Regions from separate parts of the Bos taurus genome. Here region 2 is linked to region 1. The links are chromatin contacts, called in public Hi-C maps. All regions are on one chromosome and are shown on one strand. Each heading gives the region's core, a stretch centred on a gene start, on an enhancer-like site or on the middle of the called end of the contact. The rest is flanking DNA. Distances are from core to core; before and after follow the strand shown. Region 1 overlaps LOC107132296 (a long non-coding RNA gene). Region 2 holds the start of SLC16A1 (solute carrier family 16 member 1).

Region 1 (4,280 bases), core at 1,344-3,843:
AAGACCATGCGCCACAACTACTGAGCCTGTGTGCTGCAATTCCTGAAGGCTGAAAGCTCTAGAGCTGTGCTCTGCAACGAGAGAAACCACTGCAATGAGAAGCCCACGCGCTGCAACTGAGAAAGCCCACATGCAGCAAACAAGACCCAACAACCAAAGATAAATCAATAATTAATTAAAAAAATACCTACTGTGGGCTTGCACACTCTCCCTCTGTACATGTGTATGTATTTACTTATTTATCATTTTTCTGACTTTTTTTTTCTGTTGTGAGTAAGATATAGACATGATACCATTTTCCCCTAAGTACTTCAGTGTATATTTCCTAAAAACAAGGACAATATCTTTCATAACCACAGTGCAATTATGGAAATTAAGAAGTCAATACTGATTTAATAATATTATCTAATCTATAAATTCATTCAAATTTTGCTCAATTGTTCCAATAATGTCCATTAGAGTAAAAGAAAAATACAAATCATACATTGCATTATGTTGTCAAGTATCTTTAGTCTCCTTTAATCCGGAAGAAATTTTCCACATTCTTTCTTTCGTGACCTTGAAATATTTGAAGAGTTACAAGTCAGTTATTTTGTAGAGAGTTCCTCAACTTGGGTTGTTGGATGTTTCCTCATGATTAGCTTCAGGTTACGCATTCTAAGCAGGAATAACACAGAAGTGATGTGATCTGAGTATGTAATATTAGGAGTTGAATTGTTCTTTTTAAATGATTTGTTAAGGTAGAGCCTGCCAGGTGTCTCTATTTTAAAATTACTATTTTTCCTTTAAAGTTAATTATTTCATAGGGAGATACTTTGAGACTACATAAACTTTTTGTTTCTCAACAAACTTTACCCACTAGTTTTAGTATCCATTGATGACTCTTGCCAGAGTCAGTGTTACTATAGTGATTGCCAAATGGGGATTTTTATAATTCTATCATTCCCACTGTATTTTTTAGTTGGCATTCTACCACAAGGAAAAATGTTCTCTTCTCTATGATTTGTTTGCCAATTTATTTATACCATTATGATGCATAAATTCTTATTTTATTCAGTGGGTATCTGTTATTGACACTATTATGATGCTAAAATTGTCCCTGATTTGCATAGTGGTGGTCCAGTACTCTAGTCTGGAAAACCCCATGGGCAGAGGAGCCTGGTAGGCTGCAGTCCATGGGGTCGCTAAGAGTCGGGCACGACTGAGCGGCTTCACTTTCACTTTTCACTTTCATGCATTGGAGAAGGAAATGGCAACCCGCTCCAGTGTTCTTGCCTGGAGAATCCCAGGGATGGGGGAGCCTCGTGGGCTGCCGTCTCTGGGGTCACACAGAGTCAGACACGACTGAAGCGACTTAGCAGCAGCAACAGCAGCAGTCCTTTCCAACTGTCCTTTTGACATGTCTCCAAAATTCTTTAAGCTTCCTGACTTTATGACACAATATATTTCAGGTTTTTCTTATATTTTCCTAGCCCGGGCCCTGAAGTAAGCCACTTACCTAAGAAATCCTGGTTTCTGTAGTGGAGAAAAGTATTTAGAAAAATTAATGTTCTAAGTGTACTATTTCATACTGCTGTGTCATAACTTGTAGGTTCTCTCAGAGTACAGGCTCAGGCTCGCTTGTTCTCTCTCTCTCTCTCTCACACACTTATAAAACAATGTGCTCTTATCAATAATTCCAATTCCAGCCCAGTATTGCAGGGTTCATTTTAGCCTTCCCCCTTTCCATGTCACAGCTCACTTCTCTGGCAGTGAGAAATCTGTGGAACCAGTCTTTTTTTTTTTTTTTTTTTTGGAATCAGTCTTGACTACTGCACTTAGCCACCCCTGCATGTACTCTCCTGATTCTCTGATTCACTTCGGCATAATCTCCTGCCATTCTAAAGGCAACCTGTACACACACACTGATGACAGGCCCCAAAGCACCTGAAACCACTGGTGTCTGTGCTACGTTGCCAGTGCTCATTGAGGATGGTGCTGCCTCTGCTTTTGTTTTCGGAGGTGGGGGCCTGATACTGGCCATTACAGACTCTTACAACAGAAATTCCAACTGGCAAAATCACTCTTCACCCTCAGTTTCTTTCACACAGTGACACAGCTGATCTGGAAGGGCTCATAGAGATTTTATGGAATGGACTCTTGGGTTTTGCATGCCCTTGATTTTAGTTCCCTTTCCCTAGGGTTCAAATATGAATCTGGTCTGTGCCCAGAATCACTCTTCTTTCCCAACCCTACCTCTCTCCTTTTAATGGGCTCTCTCTTTTTCTAATGAACTCATTCCTAATACTTCACATACATGGAACCTTAGCAGCCAGGCCCTTCAAACATACCAGAAGGCATCAGCTTAAATTCTCAGAACAACTCATTTGTCATTCTTAAATTATTTGCATCAGCAGTTTAATTCAGAAACTCTCTTGAAGACAAGACAATACCACAGAAGCAACACAGAAATGAAAGGACTGCAAATTCCATCCCAAGAATCTCATCCAAGGAAAAGAATTCTCTCGTGATTCGCCTGGCTGGTGGGGGCTGAAGGGAACCTGGAGAATTTTCAGTGTGAAGACTGCCCTGGGCCATATTTATCACAATGACACTATTGTCCTGCCATGCCTCTTGGAACACTATCATCAGGAAGCGAATGCTAAACTGTTTTCCCAGAGGTGCTAATGGACACCTAATCTATCGTTCCTTCATTGCTCTTGCCAACTGCAGGCCTCTGCAGAAAGACCAGTTAGCAAAGTAGTCTGTGGCTATGAGGCTGAAGGGTATTAACTAATTTGCACATAAAATAAGCCCAAATATAATGACCTTGATGGCATTAATATTCTCTGTCTATTGAGTTAACTGGTCATAGACTGGATGGTGGTAGTGTTCTGTCACTCAGTCGTGCCCGACTCTTTGCAACCCCACTGACTGCAGCATGCCAGGCTTCCCTGTCCTTCACCATCTCCTGGAGTTTGCTCAAACTCATGTCCATTGAGTCAATGATGCCATCTAACCATCTCATCCTCTGTTGTCCCCTTCTCCTCCTGCCTTCAATCTTTCCCAGCGTCAGGGTCTTTTCCAATGAGTTGGCCCTTCAGACTGGGTATGTTTGAACATTTCCTTACTAAATGGATATTTAATAACATGCAATTACTATGAGTTGAGATAAAATCTCCTGGTTACATGGAAAATGTGCATGCATATAATTCTGAATTAAATCCAGAGTATATTAAATCTTCAGTATTATAGACATTAACAATAGGCTCTTTACCATGGATATTGAAATTGTTTCCTTTACTAGAACGTAAGCTTCATGAGGGCAGGGAGCTTTGTTTTGCTCATTACCCTATTCTGAGTATGAGTATGCCTGACTTAAAGTTGTGTGTGTGTTAGTCGCTCAGTTTTGTCTGACACTTTGTGACCCCATGGACTATAGCCTGCCAGATTCCTCTGTCCATGGACTTCTCCAGGCAAGAATACTGGAGTGGGTTGCCATGCCCTTCTCCAGACTTAAAGTTGAAGCTCAATAAATATTTGTTGAACAAATAAAAATGTTTGGTGGCATGATAGAAGAAAATTTTAAATTATTAAACTCTATCCTCACGAGGGGAAATGGGAATTGCATGCCTCCTCTCAGATGGTGAAGAATCTGCCTGCAATGCAGGAGACCCAGGTTCGATTCCTGGGTCATGAAGATTCCCTTGGAGAAAGGAGTGGCTACCCACTCCAGTATTCTTGCCTGGAGAATTCCATAGACAGAGGAGCCAGGTGGGCTACAGCCCATGGGGTTGCAAAGAGTTAGACATGACTGAGTGACTGACACTTTCTGAAGACATAAGAAATTATTTAAAACAGCAACAACAGAACACCATTCTAATGAGACATATCTGTGGGATGAATTCCCTTTATAAGCAGGTTAAGAGCTTTAGTTTAGATTTTATGTTGTTTCTGTGATCTAACATTTGCCCTTGAAAGGTATGTATATGTGTATGCATCTGTGTTCCAGCAGTAACTGGCTGGTCAATTTTAAAGATAAAGAGACATATTTGCTACTCACAGTGGTGAGGAGACTTAAGTAGGAATCATACTTGGAGGACCCATGTGCCCACTTGGACTATTCTGTGAGAGATATCTGAAGCATTTGGTTTTTTTGGACTAAATAACTCAGACTCAGAGGATGAGCCACTGGGAGCAGCAAGAGAGAGTTACTGGGATGAGACCAACTCCTTGGATACTGGTTAGAGGTTCCCAAAGTAGGTGGACAGCCACACAGCAGAGGTTAGGAAATGACAGGG
Region 2 (4,559 bases), core at 747-3,246, 39 kb after region 1:
TGTATTCTTTTCACATTAGAAAGCCTACTAGGGGCAGATCCAGATTTTATGGGGCTTGTGGTATATATATTTTTGGTGGACATCTTCAAGAAAAGGAATACAAAAGTACAATACATCACTAAGTATGATCCTGTGACTACACTGTTAGGACCAAGTGAGGGAACTTTAGGGTTAATCTTTAGCATTCAATTTCACAGTTTCCCCTAGTTATACATTTATTTAGTTCTTACTATATGCCAGACACTAAAGTAAATATTAATTTTATTATTATAACAACCTTATGAGGAAGGTACTGTCCTTGTTTTACAAAGCAGAGAATGAATGAGGCTCAGAGCAGCGGCGGGGGCGTGGGAGCGGGGGTGATTTACCTAAGGACAAAGACGTGGTAAGTGCCAAGTATTCAAGCTCGAATTCAGATCTGATCCTGGGTCCATATTGTGAATCTACCATACTATGCTCCTCCTACATTCCACCGTTCAGGTCCTGACAGTTCATATCTGAACCAGTCCTAGTTTGTCTTCCTAACTCTCTTCCATCTACCCTGAATGCTGCTTATACCCGTCACAGTCCTGAAGTGCTGCTGAAGTCCTGACCAACTGAAGGACCTGAACAGCCTTCCTTCTCTGTATTTATCAAAGGTAAAAAGCAATTATTGCTCATAAGTAGCACTTGGCTGTAGATTCCATGCTGTTTTCTAACATGTTTAACTGTTACTGAAAACTTTTTCTAGCCTGAAACAGAGGCGGAGTGGGTGAGAGGGAGAAAGTATTTGGAAACTTTCAGAATCGTATCCCTCAGGGCCCATTCCATTACAATCTAGATTCTTCATTTGCAAAACAAAAGGCTGAACCACTCGGGATTGTAAAGAGAATTAAGTAAGGAGGGGTGAGGGGAGGAGAGGAACGCAGGCTTCCTGTGCTGGTCAACGTTGGTTTATCTCCATCTGACTCGACCTCCCCCCAAAATCTTTGTTAGGCGCCTTGATCCATACATTTTCGGTACTTCTCAAAAGTCTCGGACATCAGAGGCACTCCATGTTTATTCAGTTTGATCACTTCAACATCATAGGGTCCTGAGGATAGTTCAGGTGAACTGCTAAGTATATAATCGGCCCTTCAGAACCTTTAATTATAATTATATTTTGTTCCAAACCCTCAGCGTCCATAAAAATTTGGCCTCTCTGCAGTCTCATTTCTTCATATTTCCGACACACAGATCCTCTCGTGGGGCCAGTGTCACCACCGTCAGACCAGCTCTTTTCTCCCGTCTTCTGTGTTCATACTCACCATTCATCAAATGTAAAAAAGTTCCATAAATTCTCTCATCAAAATCACCAAAAGCCCTTATGAGGTCGCCTGTATTACTGTTTTCATTTCAGAGAGCAGGAAGCAGGCCCTGAGGATTTGAGTGACTTCCCCGAGGTCACTGATCTCAAGAAGCGAGGCCGCAGCCCGCGCTCTAAACTGCCGGCTTTCGGCCTCTTCCCCGGTCCGAGATGCACCCGCGTCCATTCAAACCCCGCCCAATCCCTCACTTCCAGTCAGTTCCCAGCTTCTCCGCGCACCATCGCCCCCCACACCTGAGTCAGGCCCCAGGCTGCACGCCCAATCCATCCTTGGCAGTTAGACTAAGGGTGAGATCGACGCTGGTGTCCCAGATGCGAGTAGATTACCCCGAGGTCCTCCGACGGCGGGCCGAAGGGGAGACTCCGCAGAGGAGCGCGGCTACAAGGTCCCTGCCGCATAGCGGGGGCGCCGCGCGCGGGTCTTGCCGGGCCGCGGGTCACGTGGCGGGGAGGGGGGCGCCAGCGCGCGCGAGCGAGAGAAAGCGACTCTGCGGGCGCGCGCCTGAGAGCTGTGGAGGCGCGAGTCGCGGTTCGGGTGTAAGTGTAGGGGGGAGGGGGCGGTGGCCGTGAGGGCCAACTCCACCCCCTGTGCGCATGCTCCGGCCCCGGGTTATAAGGCAGCCTCGCGGGCCGGGCCCGACAAAGTGCTGGCGAGCTGCTACGTGACTAGCCGGGCGCGTGGGTGCTCGGACGAGCGAACTAGGCAGCCGGCAAAGGACGCGACCTGGACCGTGGGCCCAGCGAAAACTCCAGCCGCGCCGCCGCGTCACGCTCACGCTAGGCGCCGCGAGCCGCGTATAACGGTTAGTTGTTAACGGCCAGTTGCGTGCTTGGCGGGGACCCTGCGGTGTCCTTGCTTCCTCCGCGTGTTTGGAGGGAGGCGTGGGGGAGTGGAGGGCTTGGTCTCCGAGGGGAGGGGGGACGGCCGGGCGGGGGCTTAGGACCGCCGCAGCCACGTGGCCTCGGAGCGCAGCGTTGCTGAAGGAGACCTTGAAGCGCTGGGGACAGCGCCTCTCAGCAGAGCTGCGGCCCCGTTGTCAGGTGCGGGCCACCGGCCTGGCCGAGGAGTTGGGTAGTGGTGCCGGTGACCTTGGGAAAGTCGCTTCCCCTCTAGTCTTAAGTAGGCTCTTCAAGAGATGCTTGATCTGGGAAAGGGACGACGTGAGGTTGACTCACGTGGTGCCTTCAAGCTGCTGGCAGTGTTCTCCGAGGGTAGGGATTCAGGGCGGGAGTTATTTTGGACTCGTGGCACGCCCGCCCCAACCTCCTCGGCCAGCCAATCCTTGTCCCACCTGGTGACTTGCGGCAGTGGCTCGGGGGAACTGCAGTCCCCGTAGCCAAGACGTGACTGCAGGGTTTGAGTGGACTTTGCCGAGGGAACATTGCAACTGGCAGACTCCCGGAGTCGTGCTGACGGGAACTCTTTGTCATTCAACCTGTGGCTGCGGAACGTCCGCCGCAGCGCCCTCACTCTGGGACTTTAAGGCGGCCCTGAGGTGAGGAGTCTGAAGCATAGCATTACACTCGGTATGATGCTCGCTTTTTGTTCCAGATACATACTTTCTCCCCACGTGCGTTTTAACATTTCATTTCTTTGTCACGACTCAAATGCGACAGGCAGTTGCCAAAATTAGTTTGTAATTAATCTTAACCCCCCAAAAAAGTACTACTTGAGTCAGATTCCTAGTGTGCTATACTTGGCATCTGCTCTGTCATAACTAGTTTTGAAACTTGTTTTTCCAAAAATTATTCTGGTTTTGAAATAAAATGTGGACACCTCAGTGCCCTGATAAAACAAATGTGGATATAGTTACTAGGGGAATATGATACGGTGAACTCTGAATTGTGAGTTTTTTAGAGTGTAAGTAGGAATTAGCCATTAATAAGCAATTTTGATGGCTGCTACCAGCCCAGTGAGGTGATGCAGAGAATATGTATTTTAGTGTAGTTTTTTAGTTAGGCACTAAAAATACCCATAAGACCAAGTTTTATGCCTTAGGGTACAATTTTGCCTTCAGGTTGCCATAGAGAAAATAAATAGTTTAAGACATTTAGCCCTTAAAACAGGTATTGGGTATTATTTAAACACAAGTTGAACTTTAGTAATTAATTCAGGGATTGGATGCTGTTCTTTCATTGGACTGCATTGACCCTTGTTAAAAATGCAAGTTAATGGTCTGGGGATATTTTTATAGCTGAATAGGTTTAAAGGTTTAGTTGTAAGCTTAACATAATAGGCTATAACATACCTAAACAGATTAAAAAGGAAAAAGATTCATGCTACCATAGGATGAACCAACTGATCAGTGTTTAAATAGTTTATGTATCTTTTGGCCTTTTAAATGTTAATTCATATAACTCCGGAAAAGATCTTACTGACCAGGTGGTCAGTTTTCCTTATTTTATAGATTAGGAAACTGTTAGAGGTTAAGTGACTTCTAATCTTAGTTCTGAAAACTTTAATGGTTAGGTGAGAATTATGTAACTTTTGACTCCCATTTAATGAGTTCAGCACTCCTGAACTTTCTCTAAAAATTATAAATATAGGTATGAAATGTCTGTGTGTGTGAGAGAATCACTCATTCATGTCTGACTCTTTGCAATCCCATGGACTGTAGTCCACCAGGCTTATCTGTGGAATTCTCCAGGCCCATTTTCTTCTCCAGAGGACCTTCTCGACCCAGGGATTGAACCCCAGTCTTCTGCATTTCAGGCAGATTCTTTACCATCTGAGCTACCAGGGAAGCCCTAGATATGAATTATCTTATGCCAAAAAAGTTATTTTGAATAATTAGTAACTTCCCAACTTATACCTTCATTCTAACTGTGTTTTCCATCCACTTCATAATATGCCTTCCTATGAAGGATTTAGGTCCCTGCAAATGTCTACATGGCATTTTGTTAGAGAAGAGGATTAGGAAGATGGGACCTGATTTGTTGGCTACCAGCCACTAGGATTCAGAGACACCTAGGATTCAGCAAGAACAAGTTCTAGCCCTGGAACTTCCCTGGTGGTCCAGTGGTTAAGACTCCACGTTCCCAATGCAGGGGGCCCAGGTTCAATCCCTGGTCAGGGAACTAGATCCCACATTCTGCAACTATGAGTTATCATGCCACAACTAAGACCTGGTGCAGCCAAATAAATAAATAAAAGTAAAAAAAAAAAAAAGACTCTGAACTCCCAATACAGGAGGCCCAGGTTTGATCCCTGTTT

What was found. A called contact is a pair of places that touch in the nucleus more often than the background predicts.
Region 2: a contact with region 1 is called in a Hi-C map of skeletal muscle, with 2.0 times the contacts expected there. The contact joins the promoter of SLC16A1 here to the enhancer-like site in region 1. A contact is called at or near these places in 2 of 11 Hi-C or Micro-C datasets (liver and skeletal muscle).

What each region holds. Positions count from the first base shown.
Region 1 is chr3:30,340,743-30,345,022 of ARS-UCD2.0, forward strand. All of the region lies in intron 4 of LOC107132296 (a long non-coding RNA gene), which reads right to left. Among named protein-coding and RNA genes, the nearest start is that of SLC16A1, 39 kb to the right of the region's middle. Within about 2 kb of position 2,594, at least 2 of the 102 cell types and tissues checked have an H3K27ac peak or open chromatin away from gene starts, as enhancers often do. A contact at or near this core is called in skeletal muscle, where this site is marked.
Region 2 is chr3:30,380,289-30,384,847 of ARS-UCD2.0, forward strand. It overlaps SLC16A1 (solute carrier family 16 member 1), which reads left to right and starts at 1,997. Exons shown (of 5, transcript NM_001037319.1): 1 at 1,997-2,148. It overlaps LOC107132296 (a long non-coding RNA gene), which reads right to left and starts at 1,890. Exons shown (of 7, transcript XR_009493889.1): 1 at 1-1,890.